Linked DNA regions of Sus scrofa: regions 1 and 2 are each linked to region 3. A link is a contact called in public Hi-C and targeted proximity ligation data. All regions are on one chromosome and are shown on one strand. The core of a region is the stretch at or near the end of the contact, and the rest is flanking DNA. Distances in the headings are between cores, read along the strand shown.

Region 1 (4,954 bases), core at 2,321-4,820, 65 kb after region 3:
AAGAAGTTCCCAGGCTAGGGGTCGAATTGGAGCTGCAGCTGCCAGCCCATGCCACAGCCACGCCACGCCAGATCTGATCCTGTCTGTGACCTACACCACAGCTCACGGCAATGCCGGATCCTTAACCCACTGAGCGAGACCAGGGCTCAAACTTGCGTCCTCACAGATACTAGTAGGGTTCATTACTGCTGGGCCATAATGGGAACTGCTGTACATGTTCTTGTTCCACACAGAGAGCTATCATAAAGCTGTGCATCTACTACTCTAGCCACGAGAACCTCACGGAAGGGATGTGGACGGGGCAGCTACCTGCCTGGGCTCGTGTTTCCAAATCGTCTGATGGACTGAAGAGGCTGAGACTAGAGGCAGGAAGACAGTTAAGCGGCAGTGGGGAGTCTACGGGGCTGGGTTGGGGGAATCATGGACTCGGATCATGTGATACAGGAGGAGGTGCAGATTTGAATGAGGGTGGGCGGCAGAGGTGAGAACATAAGTTTAATTTCAGAAGAGCTTATTTATTCACTCATACATTTGCTGAATTTCTATCATTTGCTGAGGGCTGAATGAGATACTAAGGATACAGCAAGAAGCAAGTTAGACTCAATGTCTAGTTTCTTGGAGTTTATGTTCTGGTGAAGAAAACAGATATTTAACAAGTAGGAGATATAGCTACCATTGACAGGAACATTTCGGCGGCAAAGCACTGAGTTCTGTAAAACCGCCCAGGGATCAGGAAAGACTTTTTTGAGGCTGTGAAGTTGAAGCTGAGCCCTGAGGGATGAGCAACGTTAGCCAGATATGGGGGAAGGGTGTTTTGGGCAGAAGGAAGAGGATGTGAGAAGGTTCTGGCACGGGAGAGAGCAGTGAGGAAGTTGGTATTGGCGGGAGCCCAAGGGGAGGGCTGAGAGTGGACAGTGGTCAAGGCGCTGAGGCTGGAAGGAGGCGTGTGGAAAGCCAGTCTAAAAGGGTGGGAAATGCAGCGGACTGACTCACTCTCTCCAAAGATCATGCTGGCTGCTCGCGGAGGAGGATGGCTTGCCTAGGGTGCAGGACTTGCAGTGACCCTCACTGAACTGGGGCCAAGTAAATAGCTTCTGCGGCATGAAGCCCTTGAGTGGATTCAATTCTGGGCCCGACTTCCCTCACGGCTCTCTGCAAGGGAGGCCCCAACCTCCTTCCGAAAGCAAGTGGCGCCAATGCTGGGCCTCAAAGAGGTGAGGCTGACCTGTGCCTGCAAATGGCAACATGCCTGTCTTCTTGTTAGAAGCAAGAGGACCATGTCTCACATGTGGCTTCAGAAAGAAGTTTCATTGTTATTTTTAGAGGGAGATCGTTTTCCCAGTTTGGGCTCTTTAGACGAGTTTCCCATTGAACTGTCATGTACGTGGTAGGAGCATCTTTTCTTAAAGTTCATTGTTGTTGGAGTAGAGCTGATTTACAATCCTGCATTAGTGTCAGGTGTACAGCATGGTGACTCAGGTGTTTTGGGATTTTTGTTGTTGTTGCTGCAGATTATGTCCCATTAGAGATTATTACAAGATACTGGATATAATTCCCTATACTATACAGTAAATCCTTGTTGCTTATCTATTTTATGTAAGGGAGCATCTTCAACAAGGGTCTTGAACTCAGACACCCCCCTAGACCCTGCAAAACTGGCCCACGGTTCCAGACCTGTGCATCTTTCGGTACAGGTGCTGTCTTACACACACAGTTCACTCAGCCTTCACACAGCAATCCCACGAGGGAAGTACTGGCCACTCGCCCCATTTTTTTTTTTTTTTAAGTAAATGAGAAAAGGAAGGCTCAGAGAGGCAAATTAACTTGTTTAAAATCACAGAGCTATGAACTCAAGTCTGCTCAGAGCCATTTGCACTTTCCACCCTCTTCTCACTGCTCGCCAGCATGGTGTGTGCCAGCACCAACAGGTCCTTGTTTACTGGAAACCCGAGGGCACAGGGTCTGAGACAAGCCCTGAGGTTACAATGGGCATCTTGTGTAAAGAGAGCAGAGAAAAAAGATGAGCAGGGCTGCACAGAACCGACGTCAGGGTTATCAAAGTCGTGGACGCCCAGCTGCAGCTGTGCAGGATGCCTGCTTCCCCATGCTTCCTGCAGAGCTGGCAGCGGCCCAGTCAGGGGCAGGATGGCCTAGGTTTAAACCTGAGGACATCGCTGCTTAATGATAATGATAGGAACCCGCCAGTCAAAGAGCAGTCTTTGGAGACACCTGAGGAAGTAGCTGCTCCTGCCGCTTTCAGCCAGCTGTATGTCTGGTGGGGCACTGAAGAAGTGTTGTTTTTGTTTTTGTTTTTTTTGCTTCTTAGGGCCGCACCCATGGCATATGGAAGTTCCTAGGTTAGGGGTCAAATCAGAGCTACAGCTGCCCACCTACGCCTACACCACAGCAACACAGGATCTGAGCTGTGCCTGCAACCTACACCACAGCTCACGGCAACGACGAATCCTTAAACCACTGAGCGAGGCCAGGGATCGAACCTGCATCCTCATGGATCCTAGTTGGCTTTGTTAACTGCTGAGCCACACTCAAGAAGTGTGTTTTTATTTTTCAATTTTTTTTAAGCTGTGCCCATGGCATGTAGGAGTTCCCGGGCCAGGGACTGAAGCTATGCCACGGCAGTGACCCGAGACACAGCAGTGACAATGCTGTATTCTTAACCGCTAGGCTACCAGGGAACTCCAAGAAGTGCGTTTTTAGGTTCCCATTAGATGTACAAGTGTGAGCCTTCCACACCAGAACCAAGGATCAGTCCTGGGTCCTTCAACCAGCCCATGGGCTTTGCCTTGTAAATACTTGCCACTAACTCCCCAAAGGCGGCTGGGACTATGATGCATGAAGACCTGCTGGTGACAGTATGTGAGATCATGGCCGGCATCACCTCCGCTCCAGGTCCCAGTTCTGCTGCAGAGACGGATACCGGTAGCGGAGACGAGTGCTGAGTGCTGCGCTGAAGGGAATGCTAACACCCTCAATTTCCTCCTTCAACAAACACCTCCTAGGAGCCCGCCATGCCCACCAGGCACTATTCTCTGCAAAGGGTCAGTGAACCAGTGAAGTCCCCGCCCTCCTAGAGTCTACATTTTGGGCGGGTGGGAGTGGCTGGACCACCGAATAGGAATGTGCTCTGGGAAGACAGGCAGCAGCCAGGGGAAGTGAAGCGTGGTGAGAGGACGGGGCGGGGGGGCCTGCGGGAGGGACGGCCCCTGCAGAGCTGAAGGGTATCTGGTAGAGCAGTGGGAGCAGGATGGAGCAGGAGAGAAGCTCAGAGAAGCGGCTGTCCCAGGCCTCCCAGCCAGTCCCAAGCCGGCACTCAGGGCCAGCGGGGTTGGCCTCCTGCCGGTGCTGCATGTCCGACACCCTCAACCTCACAAAGCTCTGCTGGACGTCCCCTCGCTGCTGGCAACACCTCCTCATCAGCTCTCATTTCAAATACTGGGGGCTCTGGGAAACCTGAATGACCCGGGCCAAAGCTGGCACTCCTTCCCTGGACTCCTAGAGCACTTGGCTGCGATTCCATTCCAGCGCTTTTAATAGTGTCTCGTAATTATCGGATGACATCACCTCTCCAAGGAGCCAAGCACTCCTTGCAGGCACTACGCCTGCTGATGGCTACAGACTTGGAATGGAGGGTTCAATTCATCTATTCAAAAAATGCTCTCCTTTGAGCGTCTGTTTTGCGCCACATGCGGACACACTGGTGAGTAAGTCAGTCCTGATTGAGAAGAGGTTACAATCTTTCGCACTATGTCTCAGGTATCGCTGGATTTCTAGGGCCTGACACACACAAGGGCTGCATGTACGAGAAACTGCAGAGAGATGAAGGCTGGCAAGAAAAAGCACATTCCTCTCCATACAGAGAGTTTCAGCCCCACCCCGACTCCTGGGACGTCTGCATTTTACACGGGAAGAGGGCTTGTGGAGCCTCGAAGTAAAGTGACCCCCCTTTCCCAAAAGAACATCAGCTTCTCCCTATCAAATCTTCGTATTTATAATTATACAAAAATATAATGAGAAGAGTAAGTTACATATATATAAAAGATAGTTTCAGGACACTTCATTAGCGTTTGTGCCTTTAGGATAGAGGCGTACACTTTTTTCATTGGGTTCCTTTCTTTGCTCCCTAATCCCCTCCCCCAACCTAATGCACAAAACTTATAGATCTGTTATTACCAATAAGCTAATGGCCGAATGCTTACATATGGTGCTGAGACAGTACTGCTTATATTTTGCTGATTTTCTTCTACAGTGTTAATATGTGGAAACTGATCTCTCTTCATTTCCGATGAAGGGGGCCTTACAAACTGTGGTGCCTGTGAGAACCTCTAGTTTAGAGGGGTCGGGACCAAAAAATCTGCAGTCAGCCTGATTCACTCCTTCCCCCGTCCGGGGGCTCTGGAAGGTCAGTTACCACTTGAGGTCAGATCACAGGTTCCTCCTGACTCCCCTACCCCTAAGAAGACAAGTCCAGCCTGTCTGGGTCCACATTTCTTAAAGGACAAACAAAATTCAAACATTAATCTTTTAAGGATGTCTTGTAATTACTGGATTACACCACATCTCTCAAGAAGCTGAGCTCTCCCTGCAGGGGTTTTCTCTCTTTCCTTCAGAGTAAACAATCTCTCTGAAGCAGAAAAACCTTTGGGTTCTAAATGGAGAAATCTGGAGTACCTGCTGTGGTGCAGTGGGTTGAGGACCTGGTGCTGTCTCTGTGGCTGCATGGGTTTGAGCCCCCTACCACCACCACCCCGATGCAGTGGGTCAAGGATCAGGAGTTGCTGCCACTGTGGCAAAGGTCACAGCTGTGGCTCAGATTTGATCCCTGGCCCAGGAACTTCCATATGCCGCAGGTGCAGCCGTGAAAGAAAAAAAAAAATGTAGAAATTCAAATCTGGGTGTGGCTAGGCACATTACTGAGGAATGGACTTCTTTAGAG
Region 2 (4,457 bases), core at 1,510-4,009, 110 kb after region 3:
CCGGAGGGTTTGTTACCTGAGGACCACAGGAGCGCCGTGCGGTCCCAGGTCTGGGGCCACTGGGTTACTAGATAACTCAACTGACAAGGCTCTCCAGCTCCCCTAACCTCTGTACCGAATCTAACTCCCGCTCCCTCTCCCATGGCTCTACAAGGCCCTCCCCCCTGGCACTACGACCGCACTGTCCCAGCATCAGGCTTGCCAACAGCTCAGGAGTTAGAATCACTGTCCTTACTCCGCTTTGCAAAGCCCTCTCCAATCTGGGGTCTATTTAGCTTCACCATCCCAATTCCTCCTGCTGTCACTGCAAAGCGGAGTAAGGAAGGAGTGAGTCCAGAGCAAGAGCGCTAAGGACCTGTGCGGCAGGCAGGGCCACGCTCTGAAGCGTTTAGGGGCAAGGGTGCTGCCTGGAGAAACATCCACGCCAGGAGATAAAATGAGGTCAGAGTGGGCGATGGCCTTGGGGGAAAAAAGGAGGGTTTTGTGGGAGGCAAAAGGGCCTTGGAGGTAGGAGGGTTGTGGTAACAGGACAGGCAGCAACAGATGTTTTCAGCAGCAAAATGTGACACAAGAGGGGAGAGGAAGGCAAAAGGACAAGCTGCTGTCAGAGACAAAGGAAGAAACACTGTGATCTGTTCCACTCTCTGGGCTAGAATCTGGATCAGCTCCTTAGACATAGGGAGCTTTTGAAACTTAAAATGCTTTTCATATATACTTCTGATGGGAAATAAAACTGAGAAGTGCTTTTATGAGGCTACAGGGATTTGATCTGAGAAATTCTCCTAGCCTACTTCTCTTTGAGAAGCAAATGCCAATGGCAGTTGGAAAACCCTCAGTATTCTAGAAATCCAAGACTCTGGACTGGAAGGACACTGGAAAGGTCGTCTGGTCTCTCGCAGCCTCGAGGCTGGACTGCATGCGCAAGTCATCCTAGAGAAGGGAGAACCTGTCCAGGCCCTCGGGCAGGGCTCTGCGCAGAGTCCCAGGCTCCTGGAACCCGGCTCGCTGGCCACATTTCGGTCTTGCGAGCCATCTTGGATTCCTTCTGGGCAGCCCAAGGCTGTTTCCTCAGGGAAGCTGCAAAACACCAGGCCGCCAGAACGTGCATGGAAGAATCTTGTACCAACAGAGAAACTACTCACATGAAGCCTCACCTCCTCCAGGATGACCAGTTTTAATCTTCCCACAGAGAGCTGCTGACATTTTCCTGTTATGTTACCAATTTTCCTCATCTCTTAAAAAGTCACTGAACATTTGAGTGGAGGGCCTTTCCAGTTTCTAAGAGCAAGGTGCCCTCCGAACAGCGAAGCAAAGTAGGTAAGAGCAGAGACCTAGGAAAGTCAAACATATCTAGATTGCTTTGCTTGTTTTAAAATCAACTTTTTTTTTGGGGGGGGGGTCTTTTGTCTTTTTTTTAGGGCCATACCTGCGGCATATGGAGGTTCCCAGGCTAGGGGTCCAATCAGAGCTGTAGCCACCAGCTTACACCACAGCCACAGTAACGCAGGATCTGAGCCGCATCTGCGACCTACACCACAGCTCACGGTAATGCCGGATCCTTAACCCGCTGAGCAAGGCCAGGGATCGAACCCGGAACCTCATGGTTCCTAGTCGGATTCATTTCTGCTGTGCCACAATGGGAACTCCCCTAAAATCAACTTTTTATTATGAAAAAAATTTAAATACATACAAAAGTAGGTAGTATACCTCATGTACCCATCCGTCAAGTCTAATAATTATCAGTCTATGGTCAATCCTGGCTTCTCTAAACCCTATCCACTCTCTTTCTTCTTCTTCCAACATAATTTCAAAGCAAACCCCAGACTACCTATCATTTCATTTCAAGTAGTTCAGTTTGTATCTCCAAAAGATGAGGATTCTTAAAACCAACCCATCATATCAAAAATCACACCTAAAAACCCACAAATAATGAGAGGTAAGAAAAACCTGCATTTGATTTCTGATGCTGCCACCTGCTAGCTGCATGACTTTGAGTGGCTAAGAAGTGGAAAGCCCCTAAAACCCAGGGACAGTTTTCTTGGCAGGTGCTGTGACTTCTGTTTGTCTCACGGTGATGCCAAACTCCCACCTTAAGGCACCTGACTGTCGTGGCTCTGTCTTTCTGGCACAGCAGGCACACTAGATTTTGGTTGTGCTCCTCATGCCAACCTCAGTGGACTGCACTTAGGTTCTCAGCACAGCTCTGAGTTACCAAGGGGATTCCGAGACCATCTGCTCAAGGACCTTAGCATGGAATGCAGACACAGAGCACATGGCTGCCACGTGGCTTTGACCGAGGCGGCAAGGCTGGCTCCCTAGCCTGTTATACTAGAGACAAAGGGCAGTGGGTGCTGTGTGTCTGGGGGGTCGCTCCCCCTTGGAGCAGTACACTGGCCAGGGACACAGACACTTGTCTCCACCCATGGTCTAGGAGAAGGCCATGTGGCCTCTGGGGCCTAGAGAGGTGACAGAGGCCCTTCTCATGCTCTCCATGTGTGTCTCAAAGTCAGGGAGGAGGAGTAAAAGGCCATTGCCATTTCTCAGCCACCATGCAGCAATCAGAAAACGACCCTGAATTCAACAGTCAACACGAGAAATTCCATCCAGCAGCAGTGTTAGCCTAGGCTTCCCTCTGATTTTGCCTGATGCCCTCAACATTCCTCTTTGCTACCACTTCCCTCGGCCACATTCCTCCTCCCCGATACAGACACCCACGGGGAAACAGGGTGTTCTCAGGCTTGTGTTATTACCATAGCAACAATTTCTCTTCTACCTGGAAGGCTGGGAACACTGCAGTGCTCTGTGCTGAGAATGCAGAGAGGGGACACTATTGCTTCGCACTCCAACGCACACGCACCACACCCACGTCCACACACTCCTTCCTCAAGGACACCACCAAGAGGGTCGCAAAAACAAATTAAGATGCTGACACCCAGTAACACACAATTTGTGTAAGGACAAATAGGAGGCAAATGACTCTCTAAACAGATATTTTGTAGATTATCAATTCTTGAGGGATTTTTTAATGTGAGATTTCTAAAGACTTAATCAAAATGCATCTCTCTCTTTGATGAAGCCAGAGGCACAGAAAAATGCATTAAGTTATTCCAGCAAAACATCTAAATGCACTAAACGAGTAATATGTGGTTTCCAGAAAGAGAGGCCCTCAAAGCTTCTGTTCCCTATACAGTTTGTAAACAGGGTTAGGCTGTGATGAGTCTGATAAGCAATGGCTATCGGTGGCCACAAAAACCATGAAAAAGGGTCACAGTTTCTATTTTCATAAAGTGCCCATCCAAACCTAGTAATCCAGAGTGTCTTTTTAAGTACTACAGAGACCAAAACAACAAAAGACAAAGAGGCATGCCCCTTCGTCACAAGGACGGTAAAAGGTGAGCAGCCCCAACTCCAGGCCTGCCCACTGCGGGTAGGTGGGGCGACAGTCAAGACGCCAAGGGCAGCACCCTCCTAGGAAGCCCACAACCGATGGGTCATAGAGAAGAACCAGGGATTTTAAAAAATCTTCCCTTTGTGACCAATTGTGAGTTTTCTAGCAAAATGTACCATCGTTTTTGTTTCTAGGCCCTTCCTACACTCGTCTCTTTGAATGTCAATCCCCGAGAGGTCAATCCTTTTGGATAGAGATTAAAAAAAAAATCAATGAGAAGCCCAAGAAGAGGGACACAGCAGTGCTGCAGACCAGGCCACCGAGACACAGAGAGCAAACCCACGAGCGGCCTTGGACTCCGCTCTCCCCAGGGCAGACAGCGTCCTTCTCTGAACTTGGACATGTGGGCTGAAGTGACAGTGGTCATGTCTTACAGAACATACCGGTGAGCAAAAAATCGAGCTTCAAAGCCCTATCCCTTTTCTCTTGTGGCATATTAGTAAGAACTTAGTTTTCGGAGTACATGTTTGAAAAACTAAGGTAAGCCAGCAGTCCTCTTCTGGTTTCCTGATGGATTTTACATCTGTCCACCTTAGGTGAACTCCCGGCTCTGGCGGTAGCAGCCCTGACAAACCTGGGAGAGGTTCCTCCTTCCTAGGAGTTTCCTAGGAGTTCCTCTCCTTACCTGAGCCCGCACTGCCCTGCACACACTGTCGGCATCAGGCTCCGCGTCTCTCGTTGGGGCAGCTGCTGTTTACCGACTGAGGAAGTGCCGGGTGGTGGAGTGGGCACTTCAGCTACAAACATCATCACACTGGCGAATGTCCCCTCCCTGCTGCCAACTGTGGCTTCACTGAGATACAACTGACATGCCATCTACTTCTCGCCAGGCTCTGAGAGACAGGTACAACTGTTCTCATTTCACACAAAAAGGAAATGCGGCCCAGGGAGACGACATACCTATCCTCGGTCACAAAGCCAAGAAGTGGAAGAGCAGGAATTAAAGCATGAGCAGGTTTAACAGGAGCGTTTAAATCCCTGTCTTAACCACTTTGCCAGACTGTCTCAT
Region 3 (4,816 bases), core at 895-3,394:
GGGGTCGAATCGGAGCTGCAGCCACCGGCCTACGCCAGAGCCACAGCAACGCAGGATCTGAGCTACATCTACAACCTACACCACAGCTCACAGCAACGCCAGCTCCTTAACCCACTGCAGCTCCACATTCTTTACATACTGAGCCCCGATCACCCAGTCCCACCCAGTCTCAGGCTGGACCTGATCTCCCCCAACATTTCAGGCTCTCTTTTGTTCACTGCCTTGGGCTGCCCTTGTCTGTGGGGAAATCCAAGGTCCCCTTTCTATGTCCCATCCCCCCACTGCCCCATTTCATTCCGCTCTCTTGGGCATGTCGGCACAAGGCTCCTGCTCCTCACCGATTGACCCTAAACCTTGTACTCCACCAGTGCTCAGACGACAGGACAGGACCGGGTCCTGGGGATTCCTGGGGACCCTGGAGGCTGGAGGGGGTCTGGCCTGTCTGTGTCCCCAGGACCAGCCAGCATTTATTGAGCACTGACTACGTGACGTGCCAGGCACTGTTTTCTAGGGGCTTGACATGTGTCATCACCAACTTGTCTGGTTTGCCCAAGACCTTCCTGGTTTGAAAACTGAGGGCCGTGTCCCAGGGACCCCCTCAGTCACGGTCATGGGTGTTGGCTGCTTCTGTCGTCTCAACTTCTCTCCAGGGGCAGGTGCTGTCGTTATGCCCTTTAGAGAGGTGGGAAAACCAAGAACCAGGGAGGTTTGTGTGAACCCAGGAAGCCCAGTGCAGGAAGCCAGGCTGCCACCACGCCCAGCTCGCCTGGCTAGTCTTTCTACCCCTTGAAAGTATCACCTGGGAAGGCCTGGACCAGCTCCCGCCCCTGGCCGGACTGAGAGGCAGCAGCCCTGCCAGTTAACCCACTTGACCCACCATGATGAGACAGTTAACCCAAAATTCCCCTGAAAGATAAAAATCCCTGGAGGGGTTTGCCTGGCTGGGAGGCACAGGCACAGCCCAACCAGCCCGGGAGCTACTTCAGTGCCCTCTGCCTTTGGCCTGGAGACCTTGTGGGCAGCCTGTGGTCATGCTGGCATTCCAGGGGCCTGCAGGCATGTGGGGAATGTCCCAGCAAAAGTGTTGGCCTTCCGAGATGCTCAGAAAAGGGAAGTGTTCCTCCCCGGGGGTGGGGATGGGCCGTCTGCAGGGAAGGTCCACTTCGCGGGAGGAGGATGGAGAGCGGAGGCCCTCAAGGAGGAGCCCACATCACCCCTTCCTGGGTGCTGGGCTCAGCATCCAATGAAGTGGGGGCCTGGGGGCGGGTATAAAGCGGGAGGTGTGCTGGGCTGGAGACCGGGTTTCCGCCCCTCAGGGCTGTGCTGCCCGAGTTGCATCCTGCTTCTGACCCGCTCAGCACAAGGGCACGCTGCTCACCCCATACCTGGTGAACCTCACCAGGACCCCGTGGCTTCTGCCTCCTCAGAATGGGGCCACTGTCACTCATCTCCACTACCAAGGAGACCTATTTGGGCCAGGGGGGGGCTGGGGACCTGGGCCACAGGGAGGGGTCTCAGTGGCCTTCAGGGCAAAGGCGTAGGAAGGCAGCTTCGGAGAAACACAGCCTCTGTTCGGGAGGCCGCAAGGCCTGGGTTGGATGAGTTGGGGTCTGCAGGGCCCTCCCCAGCTCCTGGTGTCCTCCTCCCATCCCTTCCGCCCACAGGCCCTTAGAGGGTCCCCTCTCAGCTCCTTCAAGGCTCTGCTCTAAGGCCACCTCATCTGAGCAGCCTCCGGACCGCCTCGTCCTAGTTCTGATGGCTCTGCGGCTCTCCACCGTCTCCATCACAGCCTCAAACCTGGCTGGCTTTTCTCCCGGCTGGGCTTGGGGTAGGGGGCCTCCGAGGGGTCCCTGGCTCTGAGGGAGTCCTCAGGCTGCGGCGCTGCGAGGGTGGGGCCCTGGCATTGGGGGAAGTGGGCGGCGGCCCGAAGTGGGGGGAACCGCAGAGGCCGGCCGCGCCGAAGGAGAGGACGCTGCGAGCCGAGCCGCCACCCGCGCCTCTCCCAGCCCCTGCGCGACCCTGTTCGCTCCCCGGGTCCCCGCGCCCCCTCTTCGGCGCGTCCCGGGGCGGGGCGGGGCGGGGGCGGGACCTCGCGGCGCTGACGTCACCCCGCTTATAAAGGGGCTAGGGCGCCACGGGCCGGCTTTGTAGAGCGCTGCTGAGGGTGCGCGCACGGCCGCGGCAGTAGAACAAAGGAGCAGGGCGCCGCCGCAGGGACCCGCCACCGACCTCCCGGGCCGCGCCGGGGCCTCCAGCCCGCCGCCACCATGACCGCCAACGGCACGGCCGAGGCCCTCCAGATCCAGTTCGGCCTCATCAATTGCAGCAACAAGTACCTGACGGCCGAGACGTTCGGGTTCAAGGTGAACGCTTCGGCCAGCAGCCTGAAGAAGAAGCAGATCTGGACGCTGGAGCAGCCGCCCGACGAGGCGGGCGGTGCAGCCATGTGCCTGCGCAGCCACCTGGGCCGTTACCTGGCGGCGGACAAGGATGGCAACGTGACCTGCGAACATGAGGTGCCCGACGCCGACTGCCGCTTTCTCATCGTGGCGCACGACGACGGCCGCTGGTCACTGCAGTCCGAGGCGCACCGGCGCTACTTTGGCGGCACCGAGGACCGCCTGTCGTGCTTCGCTCAGACCGTGTCACCGGCCGAGAAGTGGAGCGTGCACATCGCCATGCACCCGCAGGTCAACATCTACAGCCTGGCCCGCAAGCGCTACGCGCACCTGAGCGCCCGGCCCGCCGACGAGATCTCAGTGGACCGCGACGTGCCCTGGGGCGTCGACTCGCTCATCACGCTGGCCTTCCAGGACCAGCGCTACAGCCTGCAGACGGCCGACCACCGCTTCCTGCGCCACGACGGGCGCCTAGTGGAGCAACCTGAGCCCGCCACAGGCTACACTCTCGAGTTCCGCTCCGGCAAGGTGGCCTTCCGCGACTGCGAGGGCCGCTACCTGGCGCCGTCGGGGCCCAGCGGCACGCTCAAGGCGGGCAAGGCCACCAAGGTGGGCAAGGACGAGCTCTTCGCCCTGGAGCAGAGCTGCGCCCAAGTCGTGCTGCAGGCTGCCAACGAGAGGAACGTGTCCACGCGCCAGGGTGAGTGGGGACGCCGCCCCCCGCCTCTCGGGCTGTGCACAAAGCGCACCCCACCCCCGTCCCCACAGCCTCCCGCCCTTTCTCGCCCGCGGCGCGTCTGCCATCCCGAGCGACGCCCGGCGAGCCCCCGCTGGGCGCGCGGGCCACCCCACCCCGCCGCGGGCCGTGCGCTCCGGCCCCGAGGAAGCGGCTTTCCCTGTCCTTGGGTGCAGAGGCACAGCCCCCACTCCGCCGTGGAGTTGGGACTCCCTAGGCCGCGCTTAGGCTCCACCCCAAGTGGCGCCCTCCGAACTCCCCGCCCAGTCCGGGTCCTCCCTCCCCGCGCAGATCCCGGGTATCTGCAGACCCAGTCTTGGGGAGGGGACGCCCCTTGTCCGTTCCTCGTGCCCCCCCTCCTACCCCCGCCCCCGTCAGCGGGCCTTCAGCTCAGGGGCGGAGGCGAGGGGTCGCCTCCGGCGCAGGGCGTGCCCCAGCTCCCTTTGGGCAGCCTTTCGCCGGCGGGATAGGGGAGCTTTGATCTCTGCAGGGTGCACTTCCACCTCCTGGCCCCCTGGGCCTTTCCCCACCCCCTCTCTCGGCCGGGAGGGGTTGGCTTCTGCGGGAAGGGGGTCGCCCCGAGGGTCTGCCCTTCCCCCCGGCCCCTCCTCCCGCGTCTGCCCCGCGCTCGAGGCCGCGGCCTTTGTGAGCCGGGGGGCGGGCTCCTCGACAGGGCCCTCCCTCGCCCCCTTTGTCCTGCTCGGTCTCTGCAGATGGGAAAACCAGATGCGGCGGGGTGGGGGAGGGGATGGGCTTTCCGCGGGTCCCTCCTGCCGAAGACCCCCCTCCCCCGCCACCGCGTCGCCCCCAGGCCCAGTGCCCCTTCCGAAGTCGCCCCAGGAGGCGGCCTCCCTCCTCGCGCCCCGGGCTCCGGAACGGCGTGGCGCGGCTGGCGGCTCGCCAGGCACCCTGTCCTGCACCCGCCGCACGTCTCCCGGCCGCGGCGCTCTGCTCTGCGGGTGCCGGAGCCTCCGCGCGAGCCGGGAGACCCTAACCAGCACCCTCGGGAGGCCCCCTACCCTCGAGGGAACCCATCCCCCAAGATCCCTCCTGGAACAATTGGCTGCAACTCGATGCGTCCTCTTGCCGCGGCCTCCCGCGGGCCTGGCCATTTCCTCCTACCAGCCTGCGCGCCAGCAGTGAGCCCCCCTTTCCTTTCTTAGATTCTTCCCCAGGCGGCTTCGCTTCCTTCGGGCGTCCTCGCTCGTCGTTGGCGAAGAAGGCAGTCTTTTCCTTCCCAGCGGAGGGGCCTTTGGGGCTCTTGCTCCTCTGAATGGGACGTTGGGCTCAGGCTCTGGGAATAGCTGGATGGGATTCCATGGTCGGGAGGCCCCCCTTCTGCCTGGGCTCTGCCGAGGGGGCAGTTTTGTGCTTGGGTTTGCCCAGAGAGGTGAAGCCAGTTGGCCACTGTCACACAGCAAGTAAACAGCACGCAGAACTGGGTTTGACTCCAGAACAGGCTCTTATCTGGACTCCCTGATGCCACCAGCCTCGGGGGCTCAGGGTCTCCTCTTCCCAGTCTCACACAGTACTAGGTGGGGGCAGGACTCCCCACTATTCAGCAAACATGGAGCCTCTAGCGAGTGAGACAGGCAGAGGCCTGAACGACGGGCACGTGGGCATGTTCCGGATCCTTAATTCTTGGGTGCAGTGTTCTCACTGGGAGATGAGCCACACCCCA

The links. Hi-C and Micro-C count contacts between places; a contact is called where the count stands out from the background.
Region 1: a contact with region 3 is called in a targeted proximity ligation map of skeletal muscle. A contact is called at or near these places in 1 of 5 promoter capture datasets (fetal skeletal muscle), 8 of 47 Hi-C or Micro-C datasets (alveolar macrophages, blood, embryonic fibroblasts and 5 more) and 2 of 2 datasets of targeted methods (alveolar macrophages and skeletal muscle).
Region 2: a Hi-C map of embryonic fibroblasts shows a contact between it and region 3, with 3 times the contacts expected there. A contact is called at or near these places in 2 of 47 Hi-C or Micro-C datasets (embryonic fibroblasts and fibroblasts) and 2 of 2 datasets of targeted methods (alveolar macrophages and skeletal muscle).

Annotation. Positions count from the first base shown.
Region 1 is chr3:4,195,246-4,200,199 of Sscrofa11.1, forward strand. All of the region lies in intron 13 of RNF216 (E3 ubiquitin-protein ligase RNF216), which reads right to left. Among named protein-coding and RNA genes, the nearest start is that of FSCN1, 64 kb to the left of the region's middle.
Region 2 is chr3:4,237,687-4,242,143 of Sscrofa11.1, forward strand. The region is part of intron 13 of RNF216 (E3 ubiquitin-protein ligase RNF216); the gene reads right to left. All of the region lies in intron 3 of LOC106509622 (a long non-coding RNA gene), which reads left to right. Among named protein-coding and RNA genes, the nearest start is that of RNF216, 90 kb to the right of the region's middle.
Region 3 is chr3:4,132,029-4,136,844 of Sscrofa11.1, forward strand. FSCN1 (fascin actin-bundling protein 1) reads left to right here and starts at 2,145. Exons shown (of 5, transcript NM_001146300.1): 1 at 2,145-3,099. The coding sequence starts at 2,268.